Regions from separate parts of the Gossypium hirsutum genome. Here region 2 is linked to region 1. A link is a contact called in public Hi-C data. All regions are on one chromosome and are shown on one strand. The core of a region is the stretch at or near the end of the contact, and the rest is flanking DNA. Distances in the headings are between cores, read along the strand shown.

What was found. A called contact is a pair of places that touch in the nucleus more often than the background predicts.
Region 2: a contact with region 1 is called in a Hi-C map of leaf, with 2.2 times the contacts expected there. The contact joins the promoter of LOC107961971 here to the promoter of LOC107961963 in region 1. A contact is called at or near these places in 3 of 34 Hi-C or Micro-C datasets (callus, leaf and seedling).

The regions. Positions count from the first base shown.
Region 1 is chrA06:115,329,603-115,336,976 of Gossypium_hirsutum_v2.1, forward strand. LOC107961963 (pyruvate, phosphate dikinase regulatory protein 1, chloroplastic) reads right to left here and starts at 1,692. Exons shown (of 3, transcript XM_016898153.2): 1 at 931-1,692; 2 at 116-755. The coding sequence starts at 1,356. It overlaps LOC107961964 (a long non-coding RNA gene), which reads left to right and starts at 5,325. Exons shown (of 7, transcript XR_005928794.1): 1 at 5,325-5,544; 2 at 5,821-5,970; 3 at 6,055-6,172; 4 at 6,255-6,614; 5 at 6,783-6,830.
Region 2 is chrA06:115,839,800-115,847,070 of Gossypium_hirsutum_v2.1, forward strand. LOC107961971 (homeobox-leucine zipper protein MERISTEM L1) reads left to right here and starts at 4,446. Exons shown (of 12, transcript XM_016898160.2): 1 at 4,446-5,124; 2 at 5,559-5,823; 3 at 5,919-6,036; 4 at 6,175-6,363; 5 at 6,452-6,889; 6 at 6,980-7,081; 7 at 7,194-7,271. The coding sequence starts at 5,603.

The DNA of each region.
Region 1 (7,374 bases), core at 442-2,941:
ATTTACCATATTTTTAATCATCTTAAGCTTAATAATGATCTCTAAGTATCTCCATGTCAAGGAATCAAAGCAGTTGGGAGAGTTAAACAAAAATAAGTAAATTAATTATGTTTACCGATGACTGGCCATGTAGGATTTTGAGCAAAAACCTTGCGAGCAAACTCCAACTCCTCTTTCACATAAGCCATCTCCGAGTAGTTACTCCTTGCATTGTCACCGAAACCCAGACTCTTAGCCCTTGCTTTCCTAATAGTTTGCAAGACCAAGGGATTAATAGTCAAACCAAAAACCTTCTCAGGGTCTACTTCGAAAAGTCCCTTTGGCAAAGCCACTCCATTCACAATAGGCACATTGGCTACTTTATATCCTTTCTGTGCTAGATAAATTGATAACGGCGTCTTCCCAGTACGAGAAACACCTGTGAGCACAATGTCAGCCTTGCTTAAGTTTTGAGGTAGAGCCCCATCATCCTGCTTGATTGTAAATTCAACAGCTTCAATCCGCCGAAAGTATTCATCTGAGAGAGGGATGTTTCTTCCAGCTGCTCCACGGGGAAGACCAGAAGGTGAGACACCTAAATGAGCAGCAATAGCCTCTGTAATTGGACCCAATATATCCGTCGATGGTATACCCCACAATTTGCAAGCTTGCTTGGCGGACTCTGCCATGGAAGGATCAGCTAAAGTATATACAAGCAATGCACCTTCCTTGGCTGCCTGCTTTATAATCTCCATCAATCTCTCAACATCATCAATCTGAACAATTGCAGATCATCATTGTCATTCAACCAATCTAAATGATTTCCCAGTTTTTAAAACACTACAAGTTCTAGTTTCATCACTAACTACAACAAATACATCAACTTGAATAACAACTAAACTTGGATTAATTAGTAACTGAAACAAGTTCTGAAATATGAAACAAACATACCCCAGAGAAGAGATGGGTATTTACGGGACAACCACGATCCACCAAACAATGCTCGAACTGCCCCAACGCTGCGTTAACGGAATGCTCCGCCGTCCATCCAGTTCCATCAGATACCATATAAATTGGCTTCCCCGAGTCTGTTACCTCCACCTCACGATCGCTGTCATTTGCCGTTGAAGTGGGTTCCAAAGACAAGGTCTCACTGATTCGTTGAGCTGAGGGGTTCACCTCAAGCGCCCCAGTCCCGTGGCTCGGTCGTTCAAGCTTGTGGCCCGACCTTAAGGCTCGTGCACGGTACCATCTGTTGAACTGTGGGCTACCTTTTAGTTTCCGAACTTTGGGCTCGGGTTCTGGGTCGGAAATATCGGGATTGGCCGGGGTGGCCGTGGCCCGGAGGTTGAAGGCGGAGCAAGGACAAGCGAGCATTCTTAGTTTTGCTTCATTTGCTTTTCTTGTAATCTAATTTTATTTACCTGTCTGAAAATTATGAGGTGGAAGGATCTCGGGCCAAAAAATGGTAGCAAAATCCAAACAATAGGTTAATGAAATATGAACCCACCAACTAAGTTGGACTGAATTGGATATTAAAAATCTAAGATATTTATTCCCATTTGAAATAAAAACATCAATTTGATTCTCATCTTTCATCATATTACAAGGATCTCACTTTATTGGGAAATGATGGGAGGGATATGGATTCTTGGATATAAATGCGAATTCAATAGGAAGTTGAACCCATTGTTTGGTGCATGAAAATTTCAGTGAGGGCTTTAAATGAGTTAATGGGAGGATTGAGAGAATATTGCATGTAGTTTAAACAAAATAAAATGGATAAAAGAGCCTCCAAACTATGGGGAAGTGGATCCAATCACATAATGCCTTTTTTATGGTAACATTCATGAGAGAAGGTGTTGATGTCGGTTTATGCATGCCATACTGAGAGACCACCAAAAAGAAATCACAAAAGAGAATAAACATGTCTGGGCCCGAGTTTGAACTGGGGGCCTCTAGTGTGTGAGACTAGCATGATAACTAACTACAATACGTAAACATTTTGATGTCACTTAAAATATTAATTAAATATTACTTTTCATTTTTTTTTAAGTTTTGTGTTAAGTTTATTCACTTAGTGGAGGTTAATTACATAATAATTGGATGCAAGTGTGATAGGAGACCGCATCTAAATGTGCGAACGTTTAAAGTTAAAAATGTGCAAATAAAAATATAAATATTTAAGTGCGGTATCTGCAAATGTACATGTCAAATGTAATATAGTAAGCGTTACAATAGAACACCAATAAGTATTCTGAGGATCGTACCCAAGAGATTGCAGATTGGAGAAACTTATTATTAAATTAACTATAGAAAATAATTACTAATCTAATCAAGTCACAAATTAGTAGTGTGAATCCAAATTAAAAGATTAATTAAACTAATGAAATTAATTAATCTAAAATTAACCTAAGGGAATTTCCATTTTCTAGTGTTGGCAATGCGAGCCTCTAGCTTATCTAATTAAATAATTAATTATCATCGATTGAGTTATTTATCACTCTTAGTTAAAAATACTTTTTCGGTCTCATCTTCACTAAGGATTACTACCTAAGTCACCCTTTTAGTCTCTTCCTAGGCATACGAATACCCTCTCAAACTCATTGTTTGGCACAAGGTATAAACGACAAGATACCCTTTCGGTCTCACCTGTCTAGATATTCTATCAGGGGCGTCTCTCCCTAATATACTAAGTACTCTTGAATAAACAACCAATTTCAGATAAATAACCACTTAACAGATAAATCAATTTAATAATCGAATCATGCAAGATATGAATAAAGCACAAGAAATTATTCTAATATTCATACAAATGTTAATTGATCAGATTAATGAAATATAAATAAAATAATAAAATAGAAGAGTGAAGAGAATGCTTATTGATAAATATATTGAAGCGCAGATCCAGAGCAATCTTCGCTCGTAATTGTTTTCACATCGGAACAGATAAGTTCCAACTAAGCGAACATCAAAATAAAATACAAAGAAAACTGAATAGTAAAAACTATCTGTCTAAGTCTACACCGTCCTGTCTACCAATCCCGATTACCCTAAAGTTACTTATATAGGCTACAAGCTATTTGGTGCCCACATAACACAAGATACATTTAGATACTAATTAATACAATATAATCTTAGATTGCTAGGGTCTAAATATGAAAATATCCCAAGAGTTTCGTCCTAGGATTTAGCTCATTTTGGCCTGCCTTTGTCAAGTCATCCTGACGTAAAATGACTCTTCGTCACAACATCGCTATCGTGAATGCCTTCTGATGATCGTCGCGTCGCCATGACAAGGGGAAATTCCTCGTCACGAGATGAAATGCTTTTTAGCATTGACAACTTCTTTGTTCTGTTGGGCTCCCTTGTCTTGCAGCCCGATGATTATTCCTTGTATTCTTGGACTTGAATTGGCATCCTACACACTTAATTAGCCCATTAATCACTCCTGAGACCCATGTTGGCCTTACGAATCATCGAAACATTAGAAAATGTGTCAAAACACTTATTTTATTAATATATAGATTCTAAGCTATTAATATTAGAAATTTAATAATTAATTATAAAATGTCAAGAAAATAAGTTTTGTCAAGTGCCAAAATGTATTTAAACTACCATTATAATTAATGGCAGGTCAACAAGCCACGGGTCGAAACTTATGACAAATGCACACAAAACGTCTCATGGGGTTCATTTGATCCACTTGAATTAGCTCAATTCGTGAAACATATGGAGAAGTCCATCTACTTAAAGTCTTAGGGGCCTAGTGGAACACTCCAATAAAACTAGAGTTACCATGGTGAATATTGTAAATCCTAAGGGATAAAATTGTATAAAGTTTAAATCCCTTAGGACTCTCATCTTGTAGATAGTCTTTAATCTTTATCATCGGTGTAGTTTAAATTATACCATTGAATTTGGGAGAGCTCAACTATAAATAGAGTACTTCATTTGTAATCATCCCATTCGTTGCTATTGAATATATTTGAGAGCATTTACTCAAACACCTTGCGTGCATTGTTTTCGTATTTTTAGTTTGATTCAAGTACTTTTTTCTTTTGAGTTTGTTCTGGCTTTGTTTTGGTGCCTTGGAGAATTTCCCTTGAGAATTCTCACTTTTAAGAGATATACTGACTTAGGTAGATTTGAAACAAAAGAATTATTTAAGGCCATAAAATTTACCAAACTAAAATTTTAACCCCGTAATGGAAGAACTTAGTTTTTAGCATTTAATTGTAAGAAAAGAAGAAAGGATTTTCAAATGAGACCTTCTAACGCAATGACATGATAATGGTGCTAGCGGCAACGATTTGGTGGTGTGCGCAATCATATCGACTATTGTTCTCTCACCTCATCTCATTGTGGATTGATTAGGGAATATTAACCATCATTAATGAAAACTTTAATCACCTCGTTATCAAAAAAGACAAAATCTCTCCACACATGATATCAGGCCTAACATGAGCCGCAAAAAGTCAATTTTGAATGTTTAAATTAATATGTTGGAGAAAGGACTTGTTTGAGGATGGATTTGAGTCTTTTAAGGAGTCAAGGGTTGCATTGTTCAACTGCCTCGGTGAATTGAATTTTCCACCGCTCAAATTAAATTCCACTGGCCTGTGACGGTGATTGCGGAGGAGCTTGAACCTTTGAAGACTCCTCCAAGTATTATCCATACTTGGAAGTCCAATTATTTTCTACGAATAAGGTACAATCATTTCAATTTTTTTCCTCTAGAATCATCAGATTGTAATGAAGCATCTTATAAAAGTGATTGAAATGAAGTTTCGCAGGCCTAGCCTGTACTTCATGAACAATGCAAGTCCTTGGCAGTAACCGGATATCCGTGCTTTTTTTTTAAAATTATTTGATTCTCCAAATTTATCTAAAAATTTGAGTTCATAAATTATTCAAATATTACTACTCAATATTATTATATGTTGGACATTTGAATATGTAAAAAAATCTAAATTTAGCATTTTCAATCAGATTCGAATCTACAAAAATTCAAATCTATCCACGAAATAATATAAATTCAAAGAAAAATTAATTTTAAATAAAATTTATTTATAATTAACATTAAATAAATATAAATTAACAAAAGTAGTTAAATAAAAATCTAAACAAATTAAACATAATAATTTCACAATAATTTTTTTTAAATATAAATGACTGAGCTTTTATTTAATGAATAAAGAAAGTAATTACAAAAGTGGGCCTTAGACCTGCCCGCCTCAGAATATAACCAATAATCCTAAGTTTCTAAAAAGCAAACTTAAAGAAAAGGAATAAAGTAGAAACTGACAAAATATTAAATGCATATAGACAGAAGATAAACCTACTCAGCCCCAGTAATTTCAATGATAGCTGGACTCCACAATGCTTTTTGAATCGTAATTTCAAGGTTGTCCATCCATTATGTCGATAGCTCTGCCCAAATAAAATACATCCATTGCTATCCCCTAAACTTCACCCCCTTCTCTCCATCATCTTCTAGTCTGGTCTCCTTCCCCAACGTCCTTTCGGAAACAAATTTTGCAGATTCGGGTCTTCTTGAACCAGGTAAAAGGTTACTCCGCTCGCTAAAGCTTCTTTTGCAATCTTATGGGCACACGAGTTTTCTATTTTGAGAATATGTTGGAATTTTATTGTTTGGAAATGAACACTCTTACTTTGAATATCCCGTATGATTGTTCCTATTGCTTATCTATCTGTTTCAGTTGATTGACACTTTCTGATTACTGTTCACGAATCCCCTTTGATTTGTACTTCTTGAAAACCCATTAAGATCCCTAACTTAATTGCTTCCAATCCTGCATATGCTTTTGCCGCGAACAGAGATGGAACATTATTGTGAAGGATCGTCTTCGAGGCCAGCAATTTGTCTCTGAGGCCCCAAACCACCACTCCGGACACAAATTTGAAAGTTCTTTTGTCAAACGCCATGTCAAAGTGCACTTTAACCGTTGATAAGGCTTCCATATTTCTGTATCTTCTAGCCTTATCTAGGCTTTCCTACTTTGCTCTCGTTTCCTCTTGCTCAGCCTTATAACTTATAATTTTCTGTGATAGTTGTCTTCCTGTTATAGACACCTGCTCATGGACAAGCTGGTTTCTGGAATACTAGATAAGCCATAAAGCATAACAGAAAAATCGACTCTGCTCCTCGGACCCTTTCATGAATACCCAGGTAAGCAAGTCCCATAGCTCAAAGATTAAGTTATTATTGACCCAAGAGATATCTAAAAGCTGCCAAACTTCTATACTTGTAGGACAGTGTCTGCATATGTGAGAGCATCCTCATCCCCCGAGCTACAACGGAGGCATTGGATGTTCGTGAGTACCCTTTTACACCTAAGGTTGACAAACGTGGGCATGTAATTCTAGGAAATATGCCAGATCGTTATTGCAACTTTTGTGGGAAGCTGTAAACTCCATAGTTTGCTGTAAATTTTTTAGATTCGGCCTGTAATAAATAACTTCTAGAATCTAGTAAAGAATTCTGTAATAGTTTATAGGCACTACGTACAGAAAACTCTCCCGACTATTCTCCCTTCCAAACTTGAAAATCCGCATGACTAGTTCCTGCAATAGGGATCTGCAATATTTTGTGAGCTACCTCTTCATTAAAGGTACTGCATATCAACTCTGTTTTCCATTTTCTACTCGAACAATCAATTAGATCTGAGACTAACTCCAGCTCCTTATTGTCTGTCCTGTCCTGCCTATTGATTGTATCTATCCCTGGGATCCAACAATCATTCCAAATGGAAATATCCCTTCCATTTTGCACTCTCCAGCATAATCCATCTTGAAGAAGTCCCTTTGCCGCCCAAATTCTCTTTCAGGTAAGGGAAGGTAATTTTCCTAATCTTGCCTCAAGAAAATTAGACTGTGGATAATATTTTTCCTTTAAGACTTTTGCTAATAATGAGTTAGGGTAACAAATCAATTGCCAGCCTTGTTTAGCTAAAAGCGCAATATTAAAATGACTTAAATGTCGAAACCCTAAACCCTCATTTTCCTTCAAACTATAAAGAGTTTTCCAAGTACACCAATAAATATCCTTTTTTCCTCTTCCCTGTTACCACTAAAATTTCGCAATAATACCCTCCATTTCATTACATAGGGTTTTCGGCAGTAGGAAACATGCCATCGTGTAAGTTGGAATCGCCTGAAGGATGGCTTTAATAAAGACTTCTTTTCCTCCTTTGGATAGATATTTATTACTCCAGCTGTCAATACGCAATTTAATACGATCCTTTAAATTTTGGAAAGACTTTTTTCTCCTACCCACTATATTTGGCAAACCAAGACCAAGATAGCGTTCTGGTTCCTCCGAACATCGAACTGACAATAGACTAGCAATTAACTGTTTATTCACCTCTGTCA
Region 2 (7,271 bases), core at 3,196-5,695, 510 kb after region 1:
TATTCTAATATTATTAGATTGTTCTATAAAGATTTACTGCAGAAATTATTTATAAAAATTGATTTTCTTGTTATGCATTTTAAAGTGCTTAGTGGACTATTTTCGTCAGTGCAAAACACAAATAGTCATCAGGCTTCATTGTATCCTCGAGGTTTATTTGCTTGAAACTCATTTGCACACCGAGTATAGGTGGGGGCAAATAGAACCTTAAAGATAGTGGCTTGATACATGCCTTAGAGCACTGTCCTATTTCTTCGTTTTTTGTTCAAGTTGTTGTTCGTTTTTCGTTCGTGTGTTCGAGATTTTCCTCACCTAAGTTTTGTACTAATAACTTTAAGGTTCTATTCTTCATGGTGACTACAATAATTTTGAAAAATGCAATACATGTATGTTTACTAAAGTTACTAGAAACCCTTTCCCTAATGTTAAAAGAAAAACAAAAATACTTCTACATTAGGTGGAATGAAATATTTTATTACTTTTATTAATGATTGTTCTATATATTCCTATGTATATTTATTGCATTCAAAAGATGAAGCGCTTGATAAATTTAAAGCTTATAAATCTGAAGTTGAAATTCAGTGTTATTGATATTGTCATTGAATCAAGATATGTTATTTTTTTATGAAAATAGATTTAATTCTATTTCAAGACAATTACAACCACAACAATTAATTCATTCTTCAAATGAGAACGAGATTCCATTTGAACAAATTGATAATAATGATGAATCTTGTCAAGAATTAAGAAGAAGTAGAAGGATTAAAAAGGTAAAAGATTTTAGACCAGATTTCATTATGTTCCTTGTAAAAGGTAAAGGTGAAAGTACAGACAATAAGATACCTTATTGTTATAATATGGAATCTGATCCTTTTACATTTGAAGAGGTAATAAAATCTCAAGACTCTCCTTTTTGGAAAGAAGTAATAAATGATGAGATGGATTCAGTAATGGAAAATCAAACTTGGATCTTAATTTATCTTCCACCAAGTTCCAGACCAATAGGTTGTAAATAGATCTTCAAAAAGAAAATGAAGGTCAATGGATCTATTGATAAATTTAAAACAAGGTTGTTAGCCAAAGGTTTTACACAAAAATAATGTACTGATTACTTTGATATGTATGCTCCAGTAGCAAGAATTGCTACGATTAGACTATTAATATCACTTACCTCAATGTATAATTTGGTTGTTCACCAAATGAATGTTAAAACTGCATTTTTAAATGGTGAATTGGAAGAGGAAGTGTACATTGAACACTGAAAGGATTTGTTGTTCCAGGATAGGATCATAAGATGTAAGCTTATTAAATCTCCATATGGACTTAAACAAGCACCAAAGCAATGACACCAAAAGTTTGACAAGGTTGTTCTAGCTAATGGCTATAAAATAAATGAATTTGATAAATGCATATATAGGAAATTTGAAAATGGAAAAGGTGTCATAATTTTCTTATATGTAGATAACATGCTCATATTTGGCACAGATTTGGAACAAATTGAAAACACAAAGAAATTCTCATCAAATAACTTTGCTATGAAGGATCTGGGTGTAGCAGATGTTATTCTTGGGATTAAAATAACCCAAGAGGAAAGCACTATAGCTTTATTACAATCACATTACATTCAAAAAGTGTTTAAAAAGTTTGATATTTTCAATTGTATACTAGCATTTACACCCATGGATCCTCAAATAAAATTAGTATCTAATGCTGGTAGGAAATTTGATCAATTGAAATATGTCTAATTGATTGTCTTATGTACATAATGACTTATACAAGACATGATATTGCATATGTTGTTGGAAATTAAGTAGATACACAAGTAATCCAAGTAGTTTGCATTAACAAGCTTTGAATAGAGTACTTAGGTACTTAAAGAAAACTATTAACTATGGTTTGTGCTATAATGGATATCCTTTAATTTTAAAAAGGTATTTGGATGCTAGTTGGATTAAAAGTTTGGAAGATTATGCTCCTACTAGTGGATGGATCTTCATTCTTGATGGAGGAGTCATTTCTTGAGGTTCTGAAAAACAAAAATGTATTATTGATTCCACTATGGAAGCCAAATTTATTGCATTAGTCGTTGCATTTAAAGAAGCACAATGGTTAAGAAAATTGCTTTATGATGTACCTCTATGATCTAAATCAATTTCACCTATTTCTATCCGTTGTGAAAGTGTGACTACTCTAGCAAAGGCATATACCTAAGTATATAATGTAAAGTCTAAACACATTGGATTTAGATATAGCTATGGCCGAAAATTAATCTTTGATGGAGTGATCACTATTAATTATGTGAGGTCAAGTGAAAATTTGGTAGATCCTTTGACAAAAAGTCTTGCTAGAGATGTAGTCAACAAGATCTCAAAAGAGATGTGACTCATGCCCATTTATGAGAGTTACCTATAACGGAAACTCGACTCAATGCTTGGTATAACGTTACGTCTTAAGTCCAATGAGATAAAGTACATCATTAGTATGTGACTGCTAGCACTATAAATATATCTATCCTAAAATTAAAGTGCTAGATACCCGTAATGATAAAGGAATGATGAGTAATATAATCTTAATAGACCCATAACATAAATATGTTAGAGTGTTATAATTATGGGGGCACTCTTGAAAAATGTCTATATAAAGAGAAATAAAAATTCCTATAAATAGGAATGGGATTTATTTGGAAATATATCACCAAGTTCTAAAATTATTTCTATCTTTCCTCCATCTTCTAATATTATTAGATTATTCTATAAAGAGTTCCTGCAGAATTTTTTTTATAGAAATTGATTTTCTTGTTATACATTGCCCAGTGCTCAGTGGACTATTTTCGTCAATGCAAAACACAAATAGTCATCAGGTTTCATTGTATCCTCGAGATTTATTTGCTTGAAACTCATTTGCACACCAAGTATAGGTGGGACGATTAGATCCTTAAAGATAGTGGTTTGATACATGCTTTGGAGCCTTGTCCTATTTCTTCGTTTTCTGTTTGAGTTATTAATCGTTTGTTCAAACTTTCCTCACCGAACTTTTGTAGTAACAATTTCATCATGAATCTATTCTTCAGACCTAAACTCTTTTTGTTTCGGTGGTTTAAGGAGAAGGAAATGAGATTTTAACATTTACCGTAAACAAATGTTAGTGAGAAAATAATTGAATACATGTCTCAAGGAGAGCAGCAGAAGAAGCATGTCTAAGGAGCAAAAGAAGAATGAGCAACAAAATGTTTGGCCTACACCCTTAGATACATGACCAAATAAGCTTGCTATTTTGAATTCAAGCATGGTTACAAAGAAAAATGTAAATGTTTAATCGTATACGGAATATGGTACTTTTATTTAATGAATCACTTTAAAGTTCATGTCCCATCAAAAAAATAAAAGAATGAATTACTTGTTATTAGAAAAAATAATGAAAGATAATAAATGTTAGAGTAGTTAGGTAGCTAATGCAAAGGAGCTACCCAGGCACAATATTATAACAAAATCTTGGGTAATATGTCAAATATGAAAGGAAAAAAACGTTAAAGTTGTACTATTCTTTTAGCTGTTGGTTGTGCAATCTGCAATACCCTTTCAATGTCGATAATTAATGCAATAAAAGTAAATAAATACATAAAACAGATCACAGATGAGTTGAATTAATTCATATACCGACCGGATATGATTATATGTATGCATATATGTCAAAAGGAAGAGACGAGATTAAATTTGGTTAGCAATTATGAGAATTGCACCACATAGATTTTGGTAGGCATGCATGCATGGACATGATATATAATGCGTCTGAAATCTGCAAATGCAGATCATAGCCTGTATCCTTCAGACTCAATAATTTCTTGGAAGATTTGAGAGCAAGCCGAAAGATTAAATATATTTCAGTTATTCTAGCAGCAGCTCTAATTTGCTTTTCATGTAATTTGATGGGGAAATTAATTAGTATAATATTCAACCATATATAAAGCAAATATTTAATTCCAAAACAAAACAATAAATATTTGAAAGTAGTCGTTATGATTTAAACTTGTGAGATATCAATTATATCTTTTATCTTATGAAAAATTTAAACTTTTTATACTATATGTGTACACAGTGAATATTGTTGCAGATTTCATGACAATATTAGGAAGAAATATTTCTCTTGATTTGAGAATTTATGATGTTGCTCCAAGTTGATTGAGATGAAAATTTTACAAGACAGTATTGATATTAGATATAAGTCCTGTTATTAGTAAATATATTTAACTTCTTTTATCTACAAATATATATATATCCTATACCTGCATGCTTATTAGTAAAACCTATCAATATTGGAGCTGAGACACTGAAAACTAGTTGAAAGCTTACAAAGTTAATTTAAAGAAAGGGTAGGGAAGGGGAGATGTTTTTCTCTTTCTATAATTTTTATTTCTATCACTCGCAATTACACCTCTCACCCACCATAAATGCTATTGCACCCTCTCGATGGGCTCTGCTATTAACTCCTTAGCTGCCACATCCTCTCCACCTGTTTCTTCAATTCTCTTCATTTTCCTCAACCCCCCCTAGGAACTTCAAACCCCTTTCTCTCTCTAGACTTTAACCCTATTCTCTCTCAAGGTAGGTCTGTCAAACCAGTGACCCCAAACTCTTAAAAACCACCCTAAAGCCTCCTTTCATTAATCTTTCTCAACAATGTTCAAAAGGGTTTTCTTTTGTTTTGCCTATACGGCCCTTTAAAAAGTCTCTACTCACAAAACCTATTTCTTTCCCTGGACCAGCTTGTTTATAGCACCCGATCTGTGTTCACAACATTTGCCATTCTCTCTTTCATAAATTCGCTTATAAAGCTTTGCTGAGAATCAAGAGAGAGTGCAAAAAGTGTTTGTAATCTTTGGTTTGTGGGGACTTTCTATCAAAATCAACCTAAATACCACCAATATAGGAAACCGGGGCCAAGAATCTAACAAGCAAGAGACTGATATGTGTAGCATGTATTGCTGCTGGTTAGGGTTTTAAAGGTCATCGGCTATCTATGTCTCCCAACATGAGATTTCTAGTGACCAACTTACCACTGCATTTAAGACAAGAAAATAGTTGCCCTAAGCTCTTAGTCTCCTCCTCCAAATAATCCATATATAAGGTAATTTCTTTCCTCCTTTTTTTCCCCAACTTTTGCTGCTCTTTTTATTTCTCCGAGGTTCTTTCACTTTTCCCATGGGAATAGATTACGATAAGCTTTCGACTAATCCATCATTTTAATCTTCGAAGTATATGCTACCTTTAAATATAGTAGCAGTTGGTTATTAAGATATTCAAAGAAAAATCCTTCTCGATAAGCGAACTAAAACTTTTTTTCTTTGAAAGAGAGATGGTATATGGTTTACAGCTCCACTGTTTATTTGCCTTCCAAATGTTTCGACGATTCGATTGTCATGCACTGGTTTTGACTTTTTTAACCTTCTTTATGACTTCTTTGTATTTACATTTTGTGTCTTTCGTTACTGTTCTACAGTTTATTTAACCCTTTTCCCCCTTTATTTTAGTTTGCTTGATTTGTGTATGTTCTCTCGGCAGAACCCAGAATATCCATACCGTCGACATTCGAGCACTTTGTTAACATGTTTAGCCCCAACTTATTTGAGAGTCCCCATATGTTCGACATGTCTCATAAGACCTCGGAAAGTGAACTAATGGGGAAGGTCAGGGATGATGATTATGAGATCAAATCAGTCACTGAAACTATGGATGCTCCCTCTGGAGATGATCAAGATCCTGACCAACGCCCTAAAATGAAGTGTTATCATCGTCATACCCAGCGTCAAATCCAGGAGATGGAAGCGTAAGTTTTTTTTTTCCTCTTACTTAAAGATAAGAAATATTAACATGACTAGTTCTTCTTTGGGGAATTGATTGTTTTGACACTTTGTTGCTCAGATTCTTTAAGGAGTGCCCTCACCCTGATGATAAGCAAAGGAAGGAGCTTGGCCGTGAGCTAGGGTTAGAACCTCTTCAAGTCAAGTTTTGGTTCCAAAACAAGCGCACCCAAATGAAGGTATATTTCCATATATAGGTGAAAATCAGGAGCTCTAATCTGCTTATTTAAGTATTTAGACTTGTTTTATGATTAAGCTTTTCTGTCTATGTAGTAAGCTTTCCTAGCTTAGTTGCTAAAGTTCACCTTCATTAACAGGCCCAACATGAACGCCATGAAAATGCTATACTGAAGGCTGAGAATGAAAAACTCCGAGCCGAGAATAATAGGTACAAGGAAGCTCTCAGCAATGCTACATGCCCCAGCTGTGGAGGCCCAGCTGCCCTTGGAGAGATGTCATTTGATGAGCAACTTTTGAGAATAGAAAATGCTCGGTTAAGGGAAGAGGTGATTGAAAAATGCCTCACACATCCCATCTTATTATCAAGTTACCTTTTTATTGTACTTTTTATATTTTGGTTTTCTTGTATTACAGATTGATAGGATATCTGGAATAGCTGCTAAATATGTTGGCAAGCCTTTATCTTCTTTGCCTCACCTTTCATCTCATTTACATTCGCGCTCTGTTGATCTTGGAGCTAGCAATTTCGGGACACAATCAGGATTTGTAGGGGAAATGGATCGCAGTGGTGATCTTCTGAGGTCTGTCTCTGGACCTACAGAAGCGGATAAGCCCATGATTGTTGAGCTTGCTGTTGCTGCAATGGAGGAACTAATACGAATGGCCCAATCTGGGGAACCTTTGTGGGTTCCTGGGGACAATTCTATAGATGTGTTGAGCGAAGATGAATACTTAAGAACTTTCCCTAGGGGAATTGGACCAAAGCCTTTGGGGTTGAGGTCTGAAGCTTCAAGAGAATCTGCAGTTGTCATCATGAATCATGTCAACTTAGTTGAGATTCTCATGGATGTGGTAGGATTTTTTTTTCCCCAAGTTTGGGTCCATTATATAAATTTTTAGATCCACCCCCATTTATTTATGACAAAAACGATTGATTTCCAGAATCAATGGTCAAGTGTGTTTTGCGGTATTGTTTCAAGGGCTATGACTTTAGAAGTCCTATCAACTGGAGTTGCAGGAAACTACAATGGAGCCTTGCAAGTGGTACTAAGTACATCTATATGCTTTTCTTTTCAATACCAATCTAATAAAACTTTCTGGCATGCATGCTCTTTCCCTAAGCTCTAAAAGCATGCCTAACATCTTGCATTTTCAGATGACGGCTGAGTTCCAAGTCCCTTCACCACTTGTACCAACTCGGGAAAATTATTTCGTGAGGTACTGTAAGCAGCAT